Linked DNA regions of Mus musculus: regions 1 and 3 are each linked to region 2. A link is a contact called in public Hi-C data. All regions are on one chromosome and are shown on one strand. Each heading gives the region's core, a stretch centred on a gene start, on an enhancer-like site or on the middle of the called end of the contact. The rest is flanking DNA. Distances are from core to core; before and after follow the strand shown. Region 1 overlaps D5Ertd615e (DNA segment, Chr 5, ERATO Doi 615, expressed). Region 2 overlaps D5Ertd615e (DNA segment, Chr 5, ERATO Doi 615, expressed). Region 3 overlaps D5Ertd615e (DNA segment, Chr 5, ERATO Doi 615, expressed).

Region 1 (3,971 bases), core at 1,409-3,908, 180 kb before region 2:
CCTTGCCCTAGCCCCTAAATATATAGTCTCCCACCTCTATTTTCATGTGTATGATCAAATTTATGTTGTAGACTAGTCACAATAAAAGAATAATCGTAATAACCAATAGAAAGACTATGGTGGCAGTTTATAGTAAGAATTATATGAACATGCTCTCTCTCTCTCTTCCTCTCTCTCTCTCTCTCTCTCTCTCTCTCTGTGTGTGTGTGTGTGTGTGTGTGTGTGTGTGTTTGTGTGTGTATAAGTGTCCTTCTACCATGCTTCTTCTTTCTGGTGATGTTGTGAAGGTGCCGTTCCTATGTGGAATAATGAGGTAAGCCTAGTGGTGTAGGTGTGGTGACCTAGCGTCAGCCTAGTACTACACTAGGAGAAGTTTTGTACAAACCCTGCAACACTGAAACTTTGGTTTGGTAGCCATGAGACCAACTAAGGGGATAACAAGTCAGTGGTATTTACAGTAAGGGATGGTTCACGTACCATATCACAAAGCACAAGTTTGCAGGATATCATCACACTGCTTAGACAGGGCGCAATGTAAAAGCCAGGAATTGTTTACTTCTAAAAGTTTACATGTAAAATCTATGGACTAAAGTTAACCATGATTAACTGAAATTAAGGATTCACAGGGAGAATGTACTATGTACACTATAACCTCAATTTTAAACTTCCTACATTACCAGTGCTCAACCAAAGTACAAAAACTACCATGGTAAAGCATCTAGTATCCAACTCAGTATCCAACACCATGTGCCTTCAACCTACTTTTGCTGCCTCATTCCCAGCCACTGTATATCTCCTGTCCTTGCACCTGAAACTAACCATCCTTTCCTTTTAATGTGATTCTGCTCAACGCCATGTTTTTGGTCACGTTGCCCTTGGCCTCAAAGCTTTGCAACACTCCTGAAGAAAGGTAGCATCTTCCATCAGCTCTAAGCATCCCCCCTCCCTCTGCTGAATGCGTATGGAGCTGTGGCTCCCCACCCAGCACTGCCCGGCATCTCTATTACATGGGCCCTGGAAATTGCTGTAGTAGGCTCCTCTCAAAGCTGCCCTTGTCCCCAAGACCAGGCAGAGCAGCTGAAGGATAGATTTGGGGAGGCTATTTTTAAAACTTAGTTTTAACGTATAAACAAATGGATTTCACTTTAACATTTTCACACATTTAGATCATTAGACTTTATTATCCCCCAACTCACTTCTGGTCCCGTCCTCCCTCTTGCTGGATCCCTGCCTTCAAATCGTCTATGCTTTTGCTTTCAAATCAAATATATTCCATTAATCTCTTTTCCCCTTCTCCCTGCCAATCTTCAAAACACACACACACACACACACACACACACAGAGAGAGAGAGAGAGAGAGAGAGAGAGAGAGAGAGAGAGAATGCTGTCTACTATCAATTCTCTTCACATTTCAAAAGTGGGTATTTGTTTACATAATCATGTTTGTTTTCTATTTCTCCTTTGAAAAAAGTACAAATTCTTAGGTGGGGGCATGTCTCTTGCACAACCCCACCCTGCATCTGTCCTAACGGTTTAATAAATATTTGGTGAATAAATATAACATCTGGGGTTAACAGCTGCCTGCAAAATGATGCCAACCATTTTTCCATCCGTTCTGTCTCCTTCACCAATGAAATAATACTGGTATTGGAATAAAGGAGAAGCCCAGCCTTTTTTCCAGGCATCTTTTTATAGCTTCAGTTGGTGCAGAGATACAGACCCAAGTCACGTGATTTTGTATTTAGAATATTAATTTTCCCTAGGTCAGGCAGAAGCAGCAATACTTTCCTTAATGAAATGCTCTTGTACTAATTTCTATTTGTATGCAAAAGACGTCATGGGTTTAACACATTGAGACAGTCTCTCCCAGCTAGATCTGCCTCGAAAAGAAGGGGAAGGCATCTGATTTATTACATATAAACAAAATGAATAAGATAACATTTTATTAGTTAGAAACCATTATAAAAACAGCAATGAAATGGGGTAGTACAAGTGGAAGACGCCCTTATCAATAAATCCTGGGGAAGTTTAGGACCCTGGTACATGTTGGAATAATAAAAAAGATAATTAAAAAGATCACATTGCAGACCTATATCATATGATCAAGGAGCTTTGAAACAATAGGGAACATCAGGGCAGCCATGGTCTGTAAATTGCTAGCCTTTTGGCAAAGGAAAGGCGTTTGCCGTTCAAGTTGGTTTAGTACATTCAAGAGGAATCCATTTTTAGGTTCTGTAGTGTTTGAAACATTTAGACCCAAGTAAGCAATCTCTTTCAGATCAGTGCATTTTAGGGTCTGGTTTCTGGTAGAGAGACAATAATGGCTTTATGAAATTAGCTAGCCTGTCAATTACATTTGTTATAACTAACAGGGGTAGGTGACAAAGACTTGTTTTGTTATTTTCTCTGGGAAAGACTCCTAGTTTTCCTTCCCTTGTCTAAGAATCTTCATTTCATCCCCGAAAATCTTTATGACACATGGAAAATACTTTTTTATATATACGAAAATCATGGCAGGGAAACACAGAGAGCTGGGAGGATTTTCATTTCCCAGAGAGCTGTAGTCAGTTTTTAGAAAGTAAATTGTGTCCTGTGCTCCCTCCCCCAGGTCGGTGTCTTCCTCCCTCCTCCTGGTCAGTTTAATATGAGTCACTGCCAGGGCTTTGTTGTGTGGAATAACATTTTCTCCTGGGACTCAGTTCATGCAAAACACACCCTGCTGAGAGAGTGGAAATTTACCCATAAGACATTCTCCCAGCAGCAAGACCCTGGAGGAAACCTGATCAGAATGTTTAACAACCTCACTGCCTCCTTTGCCTTTAACTCCCCCAAATTTTTCAGAAAGCGAGGGAAAAAAATCCTCAAGCCAACCACATATTTAAGACCCATCATACCAAGTGATAACATACGGTGAGATATGGTCTGATTTAGAAAGAAAACTGAAAATGAGTGGATTTTTTTTTCTGCCGTTTTCCTGCCACTTTGTCTTATTTGGCATTTTCTCTTCTTCCTCTTCTCTTTCCTCACTTTGGTTTATAGTCACTCTGCAGTCATTCATTTGATCAATGCCTGGATATTTCTAAAAGAGAAAATGTAACTGCCACAAACTCAATAAGTTACATTAAGCCAAGCAGGTATTATTCTGCAACATTTTTATAAACTCCGATGTATTTTATGTGGTGTGACATGGATTACCACTAAAATAATATATGTGTTCATAAGTGGTATAAGCCACAAGCAAGATCTGTTGAGACTGCCTCATAAAAAGTGTTGGAACAAGCTCATCTTAGCAATGCATACAGATAGAACATAGTTAATAATATAATATGAAGGCAATCCACAAAGGTAATACAGTTACAATACTAACAGAATTCTATATAACTAGTGGTATGATGTAACAATGTAAGGTACAGAACATACGTGTGCATGCTTCTAGGCACACATACACCTATCGATATACATATTGCTGCGTTTAAGGAGTCAACATAACGATTACAGAAAACATAGGGATGGGAGCTCCGCCCAAGAATTTTGTTCCTCTGCCATCAACATTTATGGGTTAGTTATGTAAAAATAACATTTCTCCCAAGGCAGCTAGCATCTTAGAGAAGGACCTGACAGTGTTGGCAGGAGCCAGCAGGCTTGGAAAGGCATCAAAAGTTACCTGGCCTGATGGTCAAGGCAGCTGAGGTTTGATAGCCTGTGCGCTAGACATTGAATCATCGCACCCCCACCCCACTTCACTGAAAACATTGTTATCTAGGTTTTCAACTGTGTACTTATAATGCACTCCACCATAGTATGTGGAGCTGCACAGTGTAAGCCTGTATAAAAGCCCTGTTAAAAATTTCAAAGTTTGCAAACTGGAAGAATAAGTGAGTGGTTCATTTAATTTATTTTAATCAGTTCTATCAGGAAAATGCAACTCTATTGAAGGCAAACCTTTGCAGAAGCAGGGAGCAATTATGTTT
Region 2 (3,895 bases), core at 432-2,931:
TGGCTGTGTGTCTTTCATATGTAGCCTGTTTATATCGAGGTAGGTTCTATCCCCAGCTTCTTCACAGCTTTTATCATGGAAAGATGTTGAACTTTCTTGAATGCCTTTACCCTATGGATTGAGATTGTCATGTGGCTGCTATCCTTTTGTACTTACGGGTTGGATTGCAGTTATCAATTTGTATATGTTCAACCAACCTTGGACTGAAACCAACTTGGTCACAGTGTAGGATGTTCTTAATGTGTTCTTGAATTCAATTTGCAAGTATTTTATTGAGATTTTAAAAATATTTACCAGGGAAAATAATCTACAGTTTTCATTTTTTCTCTCTCTCTCTCTCTCTCTCTCTCTCTTTCTTTCTTCCTTTCTTTCTTTCTTTCTTTCTTTCTTTCTTTCTTTCTTTCTTTCTTTTTCTTTCCTCTTTCTTTCTTTCTTGTTTTGTTACCAAGTAATGTTGGCTCTGCAAAATGAGCTTGGTAGTGTTGAATGGTAGTATTTTAGTAGACAGATGAGTCCTAGAGGGACTAGGGTAGCAAAATCAAGCAGAAATAAAGTGTGAGATACAAATATAAGCCATTTGTAAAAAAAAATATTCTATCATGATTATTTGTATAATAATTGCCTAGTAGCCATATTTTCAAAAAGTAGCATAAGATTAACTTTTAAAAGGCACTTTATTCAAGCACATATTTGCAACCAATTACAACATAAACTTAGGATCTGTGTAAAAATTGCTGGAGATGTCCCATAGTGTTTTCGGGGCAGTCTGTTCTCAGTGCACCAGTAGCTATATTTTGAATGTTCTGTCGTTATACATGCTACCATCATGGACTGCAAAGTTCAAGGAATAGTACCTATCATAGTGTCACTAAGTCTGGATCACCTTACACTTCAACATTGCTACAACCTACCCATCACACCCTTAGGGAAATACCAGCATTATTCCATTTCACAGAAGATAGCAATATAAAAAAAGAGGTTAACCCCTTGAAAGTCCTGAGTGCACCCAGACGTAGTACGTTTCTGTAACTGTGCTGGACACATACCAGAGGGGATCGTGCACATAAACAGTATGGGTGTGAATGTACAGTTTAGGAAGAAACTGAAAAGACGCTGAAGTCTCCAGAGTCCCCAACAGTTTACCAGGGACTGGACTTGGAGGTTTGGAGGGGGCAAACAAGGAAAGCCCCCAAACAATGGCACAAACACTTTCCTTTTCTGTAAGCTGCTCCCCAACAGCAAACTGCAAAGGGGTACTGCAGATGACCCCTGAAGGGCACCTGGGGCATAGATATTTCACTTCTGTTGCAGAAGACCTCCATCTGAAGCAGCCCCTAGATAGGGTCTCTTTGACCAGCCTGGCAAAGTGGATTTCCCTCGTTTTGCAGACTCTTTATTGTCATTCTCTAAAAGTATTAGGAGAAGAGAGATGGGTGTAACAAAATTAACAGTAATTCAAGACCTGAAAGGGGACAGTGGGAGTTCCAAATCTGTCTCTATTAAGATCCTTCTGACGATGACTCCTCCTCCTTTTCCTCCTCCTCCTCCTCCTCCACTTAAGCTTCTCCCAGTTTAGCAGCCAGGAAGGCTAGTGAAAAAGACTGTTTACACAGCACTGCAGAAAGCTATTCTCATGCTCTGAGCAGGGTACTGCTCTTCTGGACAGGGTTACATTATGCGGAGCTTGTCAGCTCCAAGTGCAAAGACGCTTGGCCCTCTTTTGTTTATTTCTTGCTAGGTGATCCCTCACTGGATTCCACTGGGACTTTTGCGTCTTTCTCCGCTACATTTTCCTCATCAGCAGAGCTCATCAGGAAAACCCCCTACTCAGCGGGCTTCCGTGGGAATTCAATGCTCTCTGCCTTTGATGATTCCGAATTCTATGGGACAAACTACACTACCTCGGAGTCAGGTTTTATGCCACCCAGTTTAACCTTGCAGAACCGGTTTTTCAAGTCAAGGCACACCGAGTAATCAAAAGGCAGGACCAGCTGCATCTCCGATATTTGTCTAATTCTTTTCTGTTTTTCCTTTCCTTTCCTTTCCTTTCCTTTCCTTTCCTTTCCTTTCCTTTCCTTTCCTTTCCTTTCCTTTCCTTTTATTTTCTTTCTGTTCCCTTCTCTTCTCTTCTCTTCTCTTCTCTTCTCTTCTCTTCTCTTCTCTTCTCTTCTCTTTGGGGATGGGCATGGCTACCTTGCCACAGCCTAGGCTCTATACAGTCCTCTGCCACGTGCTTAAGAGCTGTTCAACACTAATGATGCGATCAAGTTTTCTGCCAAATTCTAGAACCAAAGGGAGAGACAAGAAAGAAAATTTCATCAACCGCCCCCAGAATCCATTCCCTGAGGCATTCTGCTGTCCTTATCAGCCAGTCTCGAGTCGCTAGCGACCCCAAGTGGCCAATTTAAAATAACAGTCCCATCATCGACCTCTTCGTTGCTACCACACACCCCTTCATTTTACAGAAAAGAAACACACTTCGAGGTTTTTATACTCCCAAATCTGGATAGAATTTTAAAACTGCAAAGATTGAAGAGTCGCTAATGCCACCTGGACTAGCCACCTCATTTTACCTTATTTTATTTTTGTAATTTGATCAAATTCAAGACTAAGACCTCACACCAGGTAGGTAAAGCTCACACCAGGAAGTTAAACACTAAGCAATGTCCCCAGACCTATCTTATGTCATAGGAAGCAGAGATTCAGACAGGTAAAAGTGTGTTCCATAGGTCACAGAGCACATTAGAGTCAATTTTAGGAATAGAAGAAATGGCTCCCAGAGACTTCATGCTTCTAGATCTTGGTTTCCTAACCAAGAGAAGAAGTCTTTTGTTTCTCCAAACCCCAAAAGAAGAGCTGTTAGGAGACAGCATGCTTTAACAGAGTCAAATTTCAGCCACATACACTCCTAATACACGCACATCCTCTCTTTTCCCTTCTACACTCACAACTGACCAGGAAACATGAAATTGAGTCCTGGCCAAAGAGTCAGGAGGACACTATATTTGGTAAACACAGACAAGAGTCTTATTCTTAGGGGCTGGCCTTTGAGTTAAGGGACAATTTAGATTAGATTTCTACCCTCATAACAGCACAGAGCAGACATTATTGTTCCTATTTTGCAAATAGGAAAACTAGAGCTCATGGGCATGAAGTTGCTTGTCTATAGTCAGGCAATGACTAAATTGTAAAACTTATTTGCATAGTTTTATTTATTAATGTCTCAATTTACCAGCCATCAAATGGCATAATAAAGTCAGTATCTAGAGTAAGAAGATATTAGTGTTCCAAGGGGTCCTTTGTAGAGACTGTCTTCAAACAAAATAAATACACAAGATAAAAATGACTGGTGTCACTTTCAGCAGGAAGACAGGACATAAAGTGAGGGATGGGTTTGCCATCCCACAGTCACACCTCTGACCCATAATTGTTCCTGTCTGAAAGAATTACAGGGATGGACATGGAGAGGAGCCTGAGGAAAAGAAGGTCCAGCGACAGGCCCAAAGTGGGATCCAGCTCAAGGGGAAGTCCCAAAGCCTGACACTATTACTGAGGCTATGGAGCGCTCACAAAAAGGAACCCATTATGACTGCCCTCTGAAAGACCCAACAAGCAGCTGAAAGAGTCAGATGTAGATATTTGCACCCAACCAATGAACAGAAGCAGCTGACCCCATTATTGAATTAGGGAAGGCTGAAAGAAGTTGAGGAGAAGGGTGATCCTGTAGGAGGACCAGCAGTCTCAATTAATTTGGTCCCCCAAGATCTCTCAAACACTGGACCACCAAACAGGCAGCATACAACAGCTGATATGAGGCCCCCAACACACATACAGTAGAGGCCTTCCAGGTCTGTATTCATTCAGAGATGATGCACTTAACCCTCAAGAATCTGGA
Region 3 (3,596 bases), core at 816-3,315, 140 kb before region 2:
ACAAACCAGGGGTGGTGGTGTGCCCTCATAATCCCAACACTGGGGAGGTAGAGAAGACTCATAGGCCAGCAAGTCTAGACTAACTGGTGAGCTCCAGGTTAACGAGACCTCCATGCCTCAGAGGGTGTGGGTGGTATTCCTGAGGATGACCACTGATGATGTCCTCTGGCTTCTACACCAGGCATGCTCATACGGAAGCATATACATATACATAGCAAAGAGAAAGAACAACTCAATGAAGAAGATTCCACAAGATGCCATGCAATAGGTGGTAACTATGTGGCTTTCTCACAGTTTAATTTGATCCTTGGATGTAATTCTAAATATCTTGGGAACTCCTTAAGCAGAATCTTTCAAATAACCTGTTGTTGTTTTTTCTTTTTTTTCCTTCACTCGTCCTTTGGACAATATTTTGTGGGCTTTCATCTAATATTTCAGTCACTTGCGGTGACATTCTTACCCTTATTAAATTGCATTTGAGGAAGTGGATGCTCTGAGGAGTTAAAATGTTTTCTGAAAGGTTGACAAAGGGAGCTATAGTCCCTGTCCTCTAAGAGCCAGTAGGAAAAACAGACACAAAAAGCATGTTTTATGCAAGTCAGTGGCCCACAGAATGCTGGAGGCAGCAGCAAACACAGAGCAGACCATTGGGGAGAGAAAAAAAAATGCCGGTGGGAATCAAGATTTTTGGCTGTCTCTCTCAGATCCTTCTAATTGTGTGACACATATTTTCACTATCCCAATTGTTAGAAGAAACACAGATGAAAAGGGCAGGAGCATCATTTCTTTCAGGGACTTTACAGAGCCTCTTGGAAAAAATCCAAAGCAAAGGATGAATGGCTTGTTACACTGGAGGACCATGGTGACAACATCCTCAAAACTGAGGATGAAAGGCCTGCAAATATCAAATATGGGAAGTATGTAAAATGCTGAGAAATAATGTTTCTATTCCTAGAGTGCTAGAAAGAGCGCTGAGTCTAGAAGTGGATCAGTAGGGGTGATTGCTCTGAGGAAGCCTGTGACAGCCCATTTGATATCAGCCACTTAGTGGTTGATAAATACAATCACATTTGAAGCCAAATCTCATGTAAAAGAGATGAAAGAGGGGTTACTCCAGTCAAACGAATCATGTCAGTCTGTTTTCTGTTACTATAACAAATCAGCTGAGACCAATTTATTTAGATGATGATGATAAACAGTAATAAATAATATCACCATTCTGGAGCATGGCACCATCATCAGGTAGGGACTTTCTCAATTCTTTATATCAAGAGCATCACATGGATAGGCAGAGTAAATACTCTTGTTTAGTTCATTTTCTCTCTCTCTCTCTTTCTCTCTCTCTCTCTCTCTCTCTCTCTCTCTCTCTCTCTCTCTCTCTCTCTCTCTCTCCACCTCCAGTAAAGCTACTAATGTTATTATGGGGCTCCACTCTCATGAAATCATTTAATCCCAAGTACTTCCAACACATTTCATCTTCAGATGCTGTTCATATGTAAATTTGAGGTTTGATTTTCCAACATTGGAACTTTCAGTGGTCAGCCAAGCCCCAGCCACCCACACTGAGTCACTGTCTCCTTTCTGACCACGCCTCCAAGTGAACATTGAAGTATTGTTTAAAAAGTGGTGTGACGATTCTGACAACTCAGAGGCCCGAGACCCTGGGCTCTAGAAAATAGTTGCTTATAGTTACCTCTCTGGTGGAGACCATGGAGCAAGCTGTTAGCAGCCTTTAGGGAAGCACTCATAATTTACATTTCTGATTCTTTTGTCACCTTCAGTGGTTCAAAGGCAGACAAAGCAGCTAGGCTTTGAAAGCTCTGATTAAAAAGAAAATAAAGGAGAGTTCACAGGAATGAACCCTCCCAAGAAAATACCTAGCAATCTTCTAGCTACCTTAACAGTACTCGCAAGCCCACCCACCACAGCACCTAATTGAAATATTGATTCTTTGGTTAGGTCTCTTAAAATTCCAGGGCAGAGAGCCCCACCATCTAGACTCCCCTTCACGGAATCACAGCACAGGGCGCACAGTGTTTCCTTAGCATTAAGCTTCCCCAGCCTTTCATTTCAATTAGTCATAAAAAAGACGAGGAAGGAAAGCATTGTCGGGAAGATTCCAGTCAGTGTTTTATTGCCTGAAGCGCTTCTCGGGCTTAACTATTTCATGGCAAAAGGGGGAATGCTGTTTCCTTGTAGGTAGGGAGCTAAGCAGAAAACAAACTAAATCTACATTCTTTTAAATGATTTATCCAGTATGTTTGTATTACCCAATCTCATTTACGACTCCCTTTTTTCCTTAACAAGCACCCAATTTATGATGAGAAATTATCACCAATCCAACTTTTGCTATTCTTACTTTTTCATTTAGATTCTAAGAGCAACGAAGTCCCTTGACATCATTATCTCCTGTGAATACTAATTATGTCACTACAACTGTGTGCCTGCTAATCTTCCAGAAATAATGTGAGAATTACTGGGACGTGATAGGAGCAGAATGGAATTAGAAACCTATTTGTGAATTTGTTAAAAAAAAAAAAAAAAAGAAAGAAAGAAAAAAAATCCCAGCTTTCTAAGAGTGGTAAAATGTGCATAGCCCAAAATGCTTTCAGAAAGAGACAGATTACCACAATGAAGACAAATGATGGTTCCTAATACCACACTCTGAGCACAGAACAGCCACCCTGGCAAGGCAGCTTTCTGAAGGCTCTTTCCTCCTTTCTAGAAATGTAGTCCACAGAATTTTTAGCTCAGAGACCAGCCTCAACTCCAGATAAGTCCTGTTTTAATCACATTTAGTAGATTCTGGTTCCCAGGAAAATAAAAATGAAGGTAAAATTTTCTCCAGTAGGGTACAGAGACAGTGTCCTAGTACCCATAGCACCTCTGCGATGGAAGGATGTATTTATTAAGCATGGTGGTGGCCATATTTGTTGACTGTCTGGATACAATTTGTGCTTCCCTCAGGTAGTCAGAGATGAAACCTATAGCTTCTTGACTTGTTGCAGTGGCACCTTCTTATGACACTACAATTGCTGAGGCATCTGAGGGCCACCAGGTGAAGGACTTTACCAACAGTGTCCACCCAATCACATGGGGCCAAATCACACAGGTGCTTATTCTCCAACACTCTGTTCATGGTTCTTCTCTATAGAATACAGCATCTCGCATCACCTTCAAAACCAGGTCTTGGGTATTTATCCAAATCATTTCTCTTCACTCTCAGCTCACTGAAGTGACCCCGGCATCTCTTTCTAGTCCCCAGATGCAGGCTTCGGCCGTTCCCTTGATTCCAATCCAGCTCTTGTCTCACCACATAACCTCCAACCTCAACCATGCTCCAGGTCTTTTTCTCATCTCATCTCTGACACTCATTTCCATATCTCTGTTCTGTACGCACTCATGTGCGCGCGCGCGCCACACACACACACACACACACACACACACACACACACACACACACATGCACATACCATGTTGGTGTACACATCTGGGTCTATTTTTACTTTTGAGGTCTAATGGAACTCACTTTGCATCCACCTTGCTCTTCCCGCTCCGTGTCATCCTTTCTCCTGCACCTGTTCCTCTTCCTTCCT

Evidence for each region. A called contact is a pair of places that touch in the nucleus more often than the background predicts.
Region 1: a contact with region 2 is called in a Hi-C map of the N1E-115 cell line, with 2.3 times the contacts expected there. The contact joins two enhancer-like sites. A contact is called at or near these places in 1 of 39 promoter capture datasets (the 3T3-L1 cell line), 9 of 484 Hi-C or Micro-C datasets (the N1E-115 cell line, cranial neural crest, embryonic fibroblasts and 3 more) and 3 of 115 datasets of contacts at active chromatin or transcription factors (cardiomyocytes, fibro-adipogenic progenitors and neural progenitor cells).
Region 3: a Hi-C map of cortical neurons shows a contact between it and region 2, with 2.9 times the contacts expected there. The contact joins two enhancer-like sites. A contact is called at or near these places in 6 of 484 Hi-C or Micro-C datasets (cerebral cortex, cortical neurons and reprogramming fibroblasts).

What each region holds. Positions count from the first base shown.
Region 1 is chr5:45,100,188-45,104,158 of GRCm38.p6, forward strand. The region is part of intron 5 of D5Ertd615e (DNA segment, Chr 5, ERATO Doi 615, expressed); the gene reads right to left. Among named protein-coding and RNA genes, the nearest start is that of Gm46912, 61 kb to the right of the region's middle. Within about 2 kb of position 2,659, at least 37 of the 459 cell types and tissues checked have an H3K27ac peak or open chromatin away from gene starts, as enhancers often do. A contact at or near this core is called in the N1E-115 cell line and uterus, where this site is marked.
Region 2 is chr5:45,276,445-45,280,339 of GRCm38.p6, forward strand. All of the region lies in intron 4 of D5Ertd615e (DNA segment, Chr 5, ERATO Doi 615, expressed), which reads right to left. Among named protein-coding and RNA genes, the nearest start is that of Gm46912, 120 kb to the left of the region's middle. Within about 2 kb of position 1,682, at least 68 of the 459 cell types and tissues checked have an H3K27ac peak or open chromatin away from gene starts, as enhancers often do. A contact at or near this core is called in the N1E-115 cell line, cortical neurons and uterus, where this site is marked.
Region 3 is chr5:45,135,341-45,138,936 of GRCm38.p6, forward strand. The region is part of intron 5 of D5Ertd615e (DNA segment, Chr 5, ERATO Doi 615, expressed); the gene reads right to left. Among named protein-coding and RNA genes, the nearest start is that of Gm46912, 26 kb to the right of the region's middle. Within about 2 kb of position 2,066, at least 26 of the 459 cell types and tissues checked have an H3K27ac peak or open chromatin away from gene starts, as enhancers often do. A contact at or near this core is called in cortical neurons, where this site is marked.